Regions from separate parts of the Zea mays genome. Here all the other regions are linked to region 1. Evidence: chromatin contacts called from public Hi-C data. All regions are on one chromosome and are shown on one strand. The core of a region is the stretch at or near the end of the contact, and the rest is flanking DNA. Distances in the headings are between cores, read along the strand shown.

Region 1 (4,198 bases), core at 447-2,946:
CCATTCTGCATCACTGCCTCCGACCTTGCAGGATCCACATTTGCACTCTCATCATCCATAACTACAAACGTAGCAAGCGACGTAGCTGCCCGCTCCTGCACATCCTCCTGTAAACTCTTCAACAGTCTAAGCAGCAGTGTAGTGCCCTTCTGCAGCCAGAAACCATCCATGCCTTGTGGGTTGGACTCTGCAATTCGGAGAAGTGACTGTGACAGGATCCATTCGAGCCATGTCATCGTATCACCAGGTATCTTGTCTTTGTGACTCCAGTTACATTGATTGAAAAACTCATGCTCTTTCACATCCACAACTGGAAACATGGTCTCAAAAGATTTGAAGATATCGCTGTTAATCGTTAGCACGACCTTGCCCTTAGAGTTACTAAATACAGCAGGATTGTGAAGCTGTTCCTCCTCAACAGAAATGCAGTTCAGCGTGCATATTAGCTTGAGGGTTTTGGCATGGGAAATGAGGCGTGAAACAGCACTTGGCGGAACATCAGTGCGGGAGACGTCAAGGGCAATGAGGGAGGGAAGCTGGGTCCAGCAGGTGGATGCAGTAGCCCATTTCAGGTTCCGGCATCCTGCTACAGAGAGGAATCGGACAGAGTGGATACCAGCAAGGGCGGCCTCATCCACGGTGCCACAATCGAGGAAAGCCACATCCTCGAGGAGGGGGCAGCACCGGGCGAGCGCTCCGACGGCCTCCGCGTCAACTTCACGGAGACCCGAGAGGCGAAGGCGGCAGAGCTGCGAGCAACAAAGCGCGACGTGGCGGAGGGCGTCGCTAGAGATGCGCTCGAGAGGATCGGGCCCGATCTGGAGGCTCTGGAGGTCCTCGTGCCGCGCGGCGAGGACAGCGAGCGTGGCATCTGTGAGGCCGCGGCAGCCATCGGCCACCACCTCGCGAAGACCACGCGCACGGAGGCCCAGGACGGCCTCTGCCGCCTCGTGGCCGCGCAAGCGTATCCGACGCAGGCTCCCGCACCGCGAGGCAAGCGACGACGCCACCTCCCTGTCATAGCGATGTGCGCGGAGGTCGAGCGTCCTCCACAAGCAGGGTGACGAGCCCAGCGCTCGCCAAGCCCGGCACGCTGACGCCATGCTGGCGCGGTCGCGGTAGTTCAGCCGCGCAAAGAGCTGCAGCACCGTGTCGTCCGGCAGCGCCCTCCAGTCCACCTCCACCGCCGCCGCATCCTCCTCGCCTTCCGGCCCAGCCGAAACAACACGCGATGCGCCCCGCACCACCTTACCCTCCCGTTCCCTGCATGTCCGCCGCCGCACCCGGCGCGTCATCCTGAACGCCCAAACCCTAGCTCCGACACCCCACGCCGGCGACTCAACACCACCACACACGCACCAAAATCAAGCACGCACACAAATCCACAAATTGGCAGGTAGTTAACCAGCTCCCGCCGCGAGATCGACAGGCCACCACCCTCCCGCCGCGTTATCGGGCGGCGGCAGGGGGCAGCTGCACCGATCCGGGGATTTCGAGCTCGGCGCCGCGACGCGACGCGAGCCGAGGATGCCGGTGGCCTCGATCCGTTCCGCGGGCCGGTGGATCCGACCCGGTCTGCGTGCTTCCGTCCCCTTTCCTCACCTCCTGCTAAGAGAAAGGATGGGAGGTCAGGACGAGGTGGAAGTGGGTTCGGACATTATATATGGCGTATGCGTATATGCACCTGCGTATGCGTACTCCGAGCTCCAGTCCAAATACGCCTGCCGGCAATGGCAAGCGTAGGGGGCTCAGCCCTCCGACGCTCTCCAACGCCTCACTGAGGGTATGTTTGGTTGGGTTGTGGCTGTGAAAAAAGCTACTGTGGCCTGTGAGCTGTGGAAAAAGCTGCTGTGGGCTGTGAGCTGTTAAAAAGCTAAAAACCGTTTGGTGGAAACCACTAAAAGCCGTTAAAAGTTCTTAAATATATGTTTTCACAGTTCCATCCAAAAGCCACTAAAAGCAGGTCCAAGGGTGCTTTCAGTTTTGCACTGCGAGAAAGTCAGCTTTTAGAAAAAGCTGTTTTCTGGATCCAGCCCTTTGGTTTGGCTTTTGGCTTTTAGGGGGCAAAAGCCAAAGCCAAAAGCCAAACCAAACACACCCTGAGACGCTCACCCGTCGGCTTTAGCGTTTACGTCTCCTCCCTTTTGCTACAACTAGGAATAGCAACCGAGAATTGTTTGTCGAGAAATAGATTTTTATTTTTGTCTCTGTGATTAAAATATTTCTTGTAGATCCCTACAAACACTTGCAGAGATATTTGCAGAGAAATAGATTTTTTTTATCTTTGTCTTTGTTAGGTCCCGTTTGTTTTCTTTCATTTGTAGGAATTGGAATCTTACTAATGGAATAGGCTATTTTTTTAGAACGTGATATTTCACCACTTTCCAAAGTTATTATATAAGGTTATCTTAAATTCATGGGTGAGAGATGGAAATTGATTCTATAGATTTACATGTTATTTTTCCGATGTACAACTTATAACAGACTCTTTTACTTGCTTTGCTACAACATAAATGTATTATATAATTATCTCTCTCATATGATTTAGGATAATATGCAAATATATTACATATATAAATATATGAACTTAATTAGTTTTGTCTAAATTATAATTATTAAAATGGAATTCAATTCCAACGAAACAAACAAGGCCTAACAGGAATCTCTACATAGAATTATAATAATGCTACACTAACAATAAAATTTTCGACTCCATAAAATCAAGATCTACTGTTGTTATAGGTCATGGGACTATCACTAGACGCACAGGACAGGGGAAGTCATCCCGATATAGACAAATGCGTCGAGCAGTGTCATGCAGTCGTTGTCGTCCTTCACGTCCTCGAAAACCTATGAGTTGGTCTATTTTGCCCCTGGCGGAGTGGATAGTCTCTATGTAAATAGTGGTAGTTTAGGAAATAGAAATAATCCTCTATAAATAGAGGGGAGGGTTGGTTAGTCTAGAATTACTTGGTCACCAATTGTTTTGGCTTAGGGTTCTAGCTCTCATATTTTCCATCTCTAGACTGCTCTAATTTTAGCCAAGGATCCACAACGATTTTGTAACTGTCGACTGTGTTTGCGTTCTTCGAGTTTAATCCGACAAGAGTCGTCGGTACAGCCTACATGTTTTGGTCACTTCCTTGCTGAAATTCTGAAGTTTTGTGTTCTTAGTTTCTCCCTTTCCCTTCTCTTGTGAATTTATAGAGAACCTTCGATTTCTTGTGACATGGGTACTGTTGGAGATTGATTTTGGTGGAGATAGACTCTTTGGATCACTGTGTATGCCCTCATGGTGCAGTTCTTGACCGTGATCTGAGTTTATTCTCATTTGAATTCGTTTTGAGAAACCCCCAACAAGACCCCATATCTCTTGGGTTTTCTGATCTGCTCTTTGATTTTTGATTTGTTCAGGTTCATACTTCACCAGTAACCATCTTCTACCCTACGCAAACTATATATGAAGTTTGAGATCGTTCTAGGCATTTTTCAGTGCCCTGCACTACCGGAGGCTGACATTGCCGCTCTAATTTCCTGCTGATTTTGACTCTGTTTTTTCCAGAAAGTTAGGTCTGCAGTTTTAAGGTTTTTGTTGCATACAAACGACGCTGGTTTGCATTGTACTCTGATCTGGTGCTTTGAGTCCCTAGAGGGTTTCCGGGTTGAACTTTGGGACCAAAGTCACGTGCTCGCAAGTCGAGATATTTTAGTGGCTCCCATTCACCCCACTCTAGTTGCCTCACTAGTCCTAAAAACGAATACTATTTTGGAACAAAGGGAGTATTTAATATGTCGATATCCATTCTGATTTTATCCGACACAACTCAATAATATCTGTATTCGATCCGAATCTGATCTGAACTCGATAATGTTCGTGTTGGGGACTTGTTCTCAAATGCTTCGAATTAAAAACAAGGCAACACAAAAATGTTAAACATTAAAGTCCTTCGTCCTTCGAAGCATTATTTTCCTTGGGATATAATGATTTTCGGACGAAGGTTATGAAGGACATACCTTCATAAGTGCAGCACATAATAATGAAGAGAGAATCATATGAAATATAAAAGATAACATGAACAATTATGTATTATTATCAACTCATTTCTATTTTATTATTATGGGAAAATATAAATGATATCAAGTTACAAATGTACCTTTGGCTCGAAAGAAGGTAAGGGTACAAGCGTGACGCAAAAGC
Region 2 (4,198 bases), core at 510-3,009, 420 kb after region 1:
GGGGAGGAAAAGCAGGATGGTTCCGTCTGTCCTCGGACTCAAAACATCGACGTCAGAAACTTCAGACTTGGAGCAATTAACAACTGAAACCTTATATATGCAAAGTAGTAGTAAGACAATTTTGCATCACTTATGAGTACAAAGACATAAGACATCGTTATCTATTTTTCAGCAAATAAAACACTGCCAAACAACGAAGATTTTTATCATATCGGACTAATAAACACTACTAAGCTGTAATAGCCTGCGAGTATAATAAGAACCAAACAAAGAAAAAAAGAAGATCCAGCCCTAATTAGCACTAGCTACTTAGCTAGCGGTAGCGATTAGCAAGCGCATCCATCTCATGCCATATCGTGGTCGTGGATCACGGCCTCCGGGCTGGGCCGTCGACGAACACGGGGAGAGGGCCCCAGCAGGGCCCTGCACGGCCCGCCTGGTCGGCGGACGCGGACGCGGAGGCGAGGCGCTCGCAGGAGGGGCACATGGTGAGCGTGGTGGGCGGCGGCATGCGCGCGTAGTGGTGCGGCGCCACGAGCTTGAGCACGCGCAGCTCCGCCACCTCCCGCTGCAGCCGCCGGTTCTCCTCCGTCAGCGTCTCGCAGCAGCGCTTCAGGAACTCGCAGTCCACCTCCGTCTGCTTCAGCTTCGTCCTGAACGATAATATTATTATTAGACTAGTATTAGCCACGGAGGATGAGTCAGTATAAATGGCATGCGTGTGCTGCTTCAAGGGCGCTGCTTTGTTCACCTGGCTCTGCGGTTCTGGAACCACACCTCCACCTGACGCGGCTTCAGGTTCAGCTGCTTCGCCAGCGCCGCCTTCTGCTTCTGATCAGCCAACGGTTCTTATTATTATTAGATCGAGTTGAAGGTTGATCGATGTTTCTTTTTGGAGGATATAAGTAATTATACACGTACGGGGTTGAGTGTGTTATGCTCCTTGAAGCTCTCCTCGAGGACGGCGGCCTGGTCCTTGGACAGGCGGAGCTTCTTGCGCGACCCACCGCCGGAGTCCTCGTCGTCGCTGCCGCCTCCGGCTCTCGGGGTGTGGTCGGCCACCTCTCCGCCGCTCCTCGCCGGAGCTGCGCGCTTCCCGCTGAGGCTGCTGGAGAGCGTGCTGTTTGGCGACGACGACGCGCCGCCAGGCTCCTCGTCGTCCTCGCTGCAGCTACCCCTCCTGGTATCCCCGGCAGGGGCCCGGTTCACGTCCACCCCCCGCAGGAACGGCATCTCGTGGCCGTGGCGCGCGGCCGCCGGCTGCTGCTGCTGATCCATTGTCGTCCCTGCATGCATGCGCGCAGTATCTCTGTCAGGATTAGAGGAACGGCGTCATGCATGCGGTGTCTGCTCTTTGAATCAATTACTCACCGAAGAAGAGACCGGGGCCGTTCCACTTCCACCACTGCGGCGCGGGGAGGGAGGTGATGGGCGCGACGCTGATAGCTCGCTGCTGCTGCTGCCGCGGCGGTGGCGGGGGCTCGACCTCGACCGGAGCCGCGGTGGCGACGCCGAGGCCGAGGCTGAGGCTCAGCCCGAGCCCGAGATGGTTGTTCCCGTACTGCTCCTCGTCTCTCGCATTAAGCGCCATAATATCCATTGATGGTTGCCACTTTGAGCTCGGTTTCCCTTACAGTTGAAAGAGAGAGAGAGAGAGAGAGAGAGAGAGAGAGAGAGAGATAGCGGTGGATGAATCGATGGAGCTGTCGATGTGGTGTGGCAGTGAGGAGGAAGGGGAGGGTCTTGCTTTTAAAGAGGACGCGCACGGCCGGGGATACTCTGTGGGGGTGGAGACGTGGAGTGCAGGGAGGGACGAAAGGTCAAGGTATCATAATAGTATCGGTGAGGTGAGGTGAGGTGTGGGCAGCCGCGTCACCCTCGCCGGCGCAGCCCAATCATCAGCTGAACCTGGGGGGTCCAGGCGGCACGTAGCGGTGGCGCTGGCGCCTCTCTCTTGCTTGACATGTCCCCCCACGGCACGGGCTCGCGCGGGATGGGTGGATCACCGATGCCTCGGCGATGGCGATCCGTGTGTCCCTTCGCGGATTCCCCGTTGCTCCCGCTCCCGCGACGCGCGCGCGGCTGCTCGGAAACCGTACGACGCCGGGCATCGATCGCAACCGGGTCGTCTATCGGTGCCGCCGGGATCCCGGCGCTGCGCTGGACGGATGCTGCGGCTACTGTCGCTGCTCGTCCTTAAGACAGAACGCAGAAAACTCGGTCTTCGCTCCTGCTGTCGCGCATGCGTGCCACAAGTTTTCTACAATTAGTAGGGGGTGACAGTAATCTGGTCAAAGATGTTGTCTACCGTACATTCCGTGGACGTGTCTTTCCTGAAAGTCAAATATATATGATCGAATAGGCCCTTAATCCGTTCTAGTAGTTTTAGTGAAGGTTTTAAGTAGGGGTGGGCATTTTAAAACCGAAACCCGAACCCGAACCCGAATAGACCGAATTATCGGTCTATTCGGGTTTTCGGGTTCGGGTTCGGTTCCTATATGTGATATATTTCGGATTATGGGTTCGGGCTCGGTTCCTAAGCTTTAAAACCCGAATAGACCGAATAACCCGAAATATAAAAAACCTCTTAATATATGATGATATTATTATATGATTTATGAGTTTATTAGCTAAAAATTATGATATCATCTTAACGATAGTATATATATCTCAGTATGCTATTTTCTATAGTCACTTATTGTAATAATAGTACTTCCAATTAATTATAAATTGTATATATTTTAACAAAAGATAATAGTCTCTCTACTATTCGAGTCTATTCGGTGGACCGAATAGACCGAACCGAAATTATGGGTCTATTCGGGTTCGGTTCCTAAAATTATTTTGGAAATTTCGGTTCTCATTTTTCATAACCCGAAATTTCAAAAACCCGAATAGACCGAACCGAATTACCCTAATAGACCGAATGCCCAGCCCTAGTTTTAAGGTGTCGGGCTACGTACGTCGATCCAGACCAGAGTGCGGACCGGCACACGGCCGGAACGTTGCAAAGCTACAGTACGAGTATCTGGAAACGTTTGTGCGCTGCCACGGAATGGCGCAGTGGTATGAATGCGGATTGGGATGCACGGCACGCCAGACGTGATTGGGCCGTGGGTTTTCGGGCAATTATGAGGTGTGCCCCCGCCCCCGGACGCATGCCGACGCCGCGCGGGCCTCGTCAGCCATCGCGCTGTCCCCTCGCGCGCAACCGGCACCGGCACCCGCTCCCTGGTTGTCTGCGCCGCGCGGGGCTGCAGCTGCCCCACCCCCACCCACGCGGTGTGATGCGGTGCCGGAGGTGGCCCGGGGACCAGCTTACAATCATCGTCGACGCGACTGTCACTTTTCTTTTCTTTTTTTTTACACTGTGCTGGGCGTAGATGGCCTGGTGCTCCTGTTTGCTGCTGCCATCATCATCGACTCAATCATGATCCGGGAATGAGTTCATGATTGGTTCTCAGCACGGCCCTGGTTCGAACGATTGATGATTGCTCGCTCAGCTGATAGGCGTATTTCACTTTTATCTCCAACAGAAAAGAAGAAAGAGGAACCATCGGAACGCATTCGGCCATGCGTGTCATTGTACTGCCATCGTCTCCTGCGGTCCTGACCTGCCATGAGGTACTCATACCGTCATACGAGTCCTGCCACTGCCACAGCCAATCCGAGCGCATGCGTGAGCGGTGGACCTGAGCCGGGCGTGGCTGAGCTCGACCCGCAGGCAGCAAGTGTGCAACAGCCAACAGACAGAGCCAGATCACGTGCTAATGTCCACAACATTTCCCTCCGTTCTAAAATAATTATCATCCTCGTTTTTTAAAAGTAAACTATTTTTTAATTTTCATCACATAAATATGCTGTATTAAAGTAAGATATATATCGATTTTACGAAGCTTTGCATATACACAAGTTATTTCGTGTATAGTCCGTATCCGTAAGCGACAGTTTGTTCTTGTCCGCTCCATCGGCAATACTTAAGGACAAACTCATTTACGGTTATATTAGTCTTTTTACATGCCTGCTGGTTTGATTCAACTTCTACATACTCTGTTCGGTTCTAAATTACAAGTCGTTTAGGACGCCGACACGATCTCTAAAATATAGTGTTGATCAAGGTGTTTTTATTAAAATACACATGAACTCTTAATATATTTATAGTTTTCTAAAACTACTTTTTTAAGATAAATTGGTACAC
Region 3 (4,198 bases), core at 890-3,389, 270 kb after region 1:
TTGACATGAACATAAATAAAATAACAAAATAATTGGAACAAGGATATAATGAAATATTAACCCAAAATCATGTAAAGCAATAACATAACTACCTAAATGAATCAGGAGTAAACAAGGGAGTAATGATAAACCGACTAGGGTGACCTATTGGGTCTCATCAAAATTAAACCTATGCAATAATAAGTGATATTAAAGAACATTTTTGGGTAAAGAAATGGTGAAGGGCACAACTTTCCTGGCACTTGAGATTTCAGACCAACTTGCTCTTCAGATGACACGTGTCCTCACTGCTAAACGTAGCAATAGAGACAAACAGTGTATAGGCAAAATTAACATCACACCAAACATAAGCACAAACTGAATAATAATATTCCATACGTCGTAACGAGATCGTGGGAACGGGAACCACTAAATTCGGAGTTACGGTTATAAAGTTATGATTTTATAAAGATTTAAGTGTTGGACACAAAAGAAATTAAGTGCATAAATTATACTCATGTTTCATAATAAAATAAGGTTACCATATGATAAACAATATTATTATGATTTTATAGCAACTGGAATAAATTAATTCGGAGCTAAGATGAATTAAATATGCATTAAATAAGATTATAGGTTTATTTCTATGTTAGAAAACATTTTCTGAATTATTTTATTCAATTTATTCACTTCCTGGACTGCGGACACAATTTCCGGAAAGCACAGGGTGCACTTTATAAAAACCAGGGGCCTATACCGAATTACTTTTACACAGTGGTAGAGCGCGGGTTGAAATCCTATAAACCAGGGACTCTTTAACAAATTGCGCACGGTCAATGGGTATGGACAACTACTGGCCGTTGGATCTGAGTTTTGCGGTCGCAATTAGATCCTCCATTAAAGCGAAGCGGTATGCTATGCCAGCCGTTAGATTAAAAACGGACGAGGCAGATCAACGCCCACACCCGCCCTAAACGGTATGCTAAAGGGTTCCATTGGATTGACCATCCACAGTCCAGATTTAAAGTGATCCCGATCCGTTCTTGTACGCACGATCCAAGGTACACGACCCAGATCTATTTCACGAAGAGTTACTCTCCTGCCTAATCTCCACCGTTGATTAGAATCCAACAGCAGCACGCATTCTTCCCCCAATCCGCTGGTCACCCATGGCGGCGTAGAGCGCACAACGACGGCATCACCGGCGCGTTCCCAATCCAGTGCACAGGTGCCATGAAACCCGAATCAAAACCGGCTCAACAAAGTGGTGGCTACGACGAACCTGCTGAAGGCGGTATTTCCAGCGATTGTAGAGCAGGAGTTGCTGGCCACGATATATGGCGGGCGCAAGGCGACAAGTTGGCACTGGTGAGCGATTCCGACTTCACCAGCAGACCACCGCGCAAGATTCCACCGCGCCCGGGTTCCCGGCGGTCCGCGACGCGTGGTTTTCCCTCCGTGGGCAGCACAGGGTGGCCGATGAGGCTGTTCCACACAGCCGACTTGCCAGCACCGATATTGTCGAGCGCGACGGCATTGAGAATGATGGAGGGGCGGTGCGAGGCGGTCTCATCGGACGGGTCATCGCCCGCAGGTAGCGAGGCGTCCAGCTGCATGGACTCAGAGAGCTGGTCGAGTTCATCAATTGCCCATGGCTGCCGTCGACGACATGGCCGTAGGAATGACAAGGTCGATCGGGGGAAGATCTCGGGATGGTGAGCTGGGGGATTAGGGAGGTAAGGGGAAAGGTGGCTTATATACTTCGAGAACCAGAATCCGGTTGAGAGTTGCACAGTCGCGGCATCCTTGGGGAGTCAGTTCTTGACCGCGCCCAGTTCGCGGGTATGTTGCCTGAGATCTCGGGGAGGAAGACTCTGCGCCTGACGATTCGGTCCCGCAAGACAGTGGCGCGAGCGGGTTTGGGGCGCGCATAGGGTGACTAGCTAGGCGGTCCCGCGCGTCATCGACCCAGAGGAAGGGAGAAGTAGAGATGGCAGTTGGACCCGTGGGTATGGATACCCGCGGGTTTCGTACCCACCGGATATAGATACGCGTACAAAAACTCACCCGTGGGTCCTATCGGGTCGGATACCCGAAATACATCGGGTCGGGTATGGGTAAAATACTTTACCCACGGGTATCCAGTGGATACCCGAAATATCAATATACCTTTTTAAATGTGCTACATCCACTAAAAATGTGCTACATTCACTAGAAAAACTCACTCGCATGTGTTGTTGATTAATGAATATTAATTGTGTTGTGTTAACAGTCAACTGTAATGTAATCGAGACCAATGAGACATTGACAATGTTATAACTGTCAACTGTCATGAACTCATTAAGCTTTTATTCTTTGTACTCAAATTTAAATTTATTGGATGTGATAATTATGAGTTGAGATATTGTATCAACGTGTAGCCACATATAGTCATTCTCGTGTTGCATTGGTGCTTAGATGTAAACTAACATATTTTATGCATTTATTATAACACTGACCGAATGTTATTTAGTCTACAATAACATATCTACTGGATACCCGATACCTGGTGGATACCCGATGGGCATGGGTACGGGTACAGTTTCTCGCCCGATTGGCTTGGTGGGTATATATATTTGTAGAAGTCTCGGGTACAATTTTGGGTCGGGTATTATTATACCCGAACAAAACCTGACCTGCTGCCATCCCTAGGGAGAAGGGGGCGCGGTCGTGTTGGGCTGGCCTGGTAGTGGGCTGAGGGAACCGGGCCGACCAAGGAAACGTGGCCCAAGCGAGAATCCCCCCTTTCTTTTCTTTTTCTTTTATTTATTTCCAATTCATATTTTCCATTTCAACTTTAGGTTTTTAAATTCCAATTTGTTTGATAGATCCACATATGGATTAAATGTTCCAATAAAAGTTCCAATCTGTAGAGATGCATTTATATATATATATATATTATTTATATATATTCTTTTCCTTCCCTCTTCTTTTCTTTCCTATTCCTATCTCAAATTCTAATTTCCTAATTTAACTTGTCTCACAATTTGGCTACAAAAATGCAAGAACTTTATCATGAGGTACATGTTTCTATTTTTATTTATTTTTATTATTTGGCTAGTTTAATCCCATTTATTCAAGAACAAAAGAAACCCAATAATATCCAAAGGTTTTTCAAAATTCTCAAAACATCATAATTTTATTTATTTATTTATTTATTTGACCAATATAATTCCTTTGTTTGAATATGCACAATAATCAAGTAATCTTCAACGGTTCCATAAATATAAAACCTGCTTACATAATAATATTTCTATTTATTTATTTTGATTTTTTTCTATATAAAATTTAGGCTTTACACAATTCCCCAAATTAGTTTTTCCACTGCCCTAGGGCCAATGCCCTAGTCATGGAAGAACCATGGGCAGTCGGCCACCCCTGGCTGCCCGACCACCCCATAGGCTGGTCGACCATGCCATTGGTCGCTTCCAAGGTTGTCTGACCACTTGATTATGCCAAACACACTAATCCCTTTGTCATGTATGTTTGTCATGACGCACTCAACACAACTTGATGGTGTAACCACGTGGGTGGGAAGGCCGCCATATCACCAATCTAAGGCACTTCGATCCAATGGATAACGAAGAAACACAAGATCAATCCAATCGGTCGCAACAAATAACTGTCAAACCGACCTCAATGAAATTAGTTAGTTTCTGTCGACTACCTAAGTCCAATGAAAATTGCAATTTCTATGTGATTAGTAAAAAAACCCACAAAAAGTATTTTGGTCTACAAAAGTTTCTTTTGTACCATGGATGGTCTGAAAGATAAAAAAAGAATAGAAAAAACTAAGGGCATGTTTGGTTCGCTATCTAATTTGCTATATTTTACTACACTTTTGTGCTTAAGGTTAGATGTTCAGTTCGAACGACTAACTTTAAACAAAGTGTGACATAGTTAGCCAGTAACCAAACATGCCCTGGCCAACGCCCGCCAAACTGACCCTAGCTAGTTTAGTGGGGTCGTGCGTGCAAGAGAACCAAAATTCTACCATACATGCTTCACCATGGGAAAAAAAATGAGCTGTCTGGTCGTTGTTGAACAGGTGCGGGTCCTTTTCGCCATGTGTTAGGGCTTATTCAGTTAGCTCTTAATACATTTGGATCGAGTGGTATTGGATGATTTTAAATTCCAAACAAGTTAAAGTTTTTCTAAAAATTTTTTAAATCTTATCTAA

The links. Hi-C and Micro-C count contacts between places; a contact is called where the count stands out from the background.
Region 2: a contact with region 1 is called in a Hi-C map of ear, with 2.5 times the contacts expected there. The contact joins the promoter of LOC103637666 here to the promoter of LOC103637669 in region 1. A contact is called at or near these places in 3 of 25 Hi-C or Micro-C datasets (ear and tassel).
Region 3: a contact with region 1 is called in a Hi-C map of tassel, with 1.6 times the contacts expected there. The contact joins the promoter of LOC118476026 here to the promoter of LOC103637669 in region 1. A contact is called at or near these places in 2 of 25 Hi-C or Micro-C datasets (ear and tassel).

What each region holds. Positions count from the first base shown.
Region 1 is chr1:94,778,199-94,782,396 of Zm-B73-REFERENCE-NAM-5.0, reverse strand. It overlaps LOC103637669 (protein ARABIDILLO 1), which reads right to left and starts at 1,696. Exons shown (of 12, transcript XM_008660227.3): 1 at 1-1,696. The coding sequence starts at 1,295.
Region 2 is chr1:94,356,347-94,360,544 of Zm-B73-REFERENCE-NAM-5.0, reverse strand. LOC103637666 (homeobox-leucine zipper protein HOX1-like) reads right to left here and starts at 1,759. Exons shown (of 4, transcript NM_001331124.1): 1 at 1,372-1,759; 2 at 922-1,286; 3 at 752-831; 4 at 77-653. The coding sequence starts at 1,600. The coding sequence ends at 368.
Region 3 is chr1:94,511,091-94,515,288 of Zm-B73-REFERENCE-NAM-5.0, reverse strand. LOC118476026 reads right to left here and starts at 2,139. Exons shown (of 2, transcript XM_035964054.1): 1 at 1,262-2,139. The coding sequence starts at 1,595.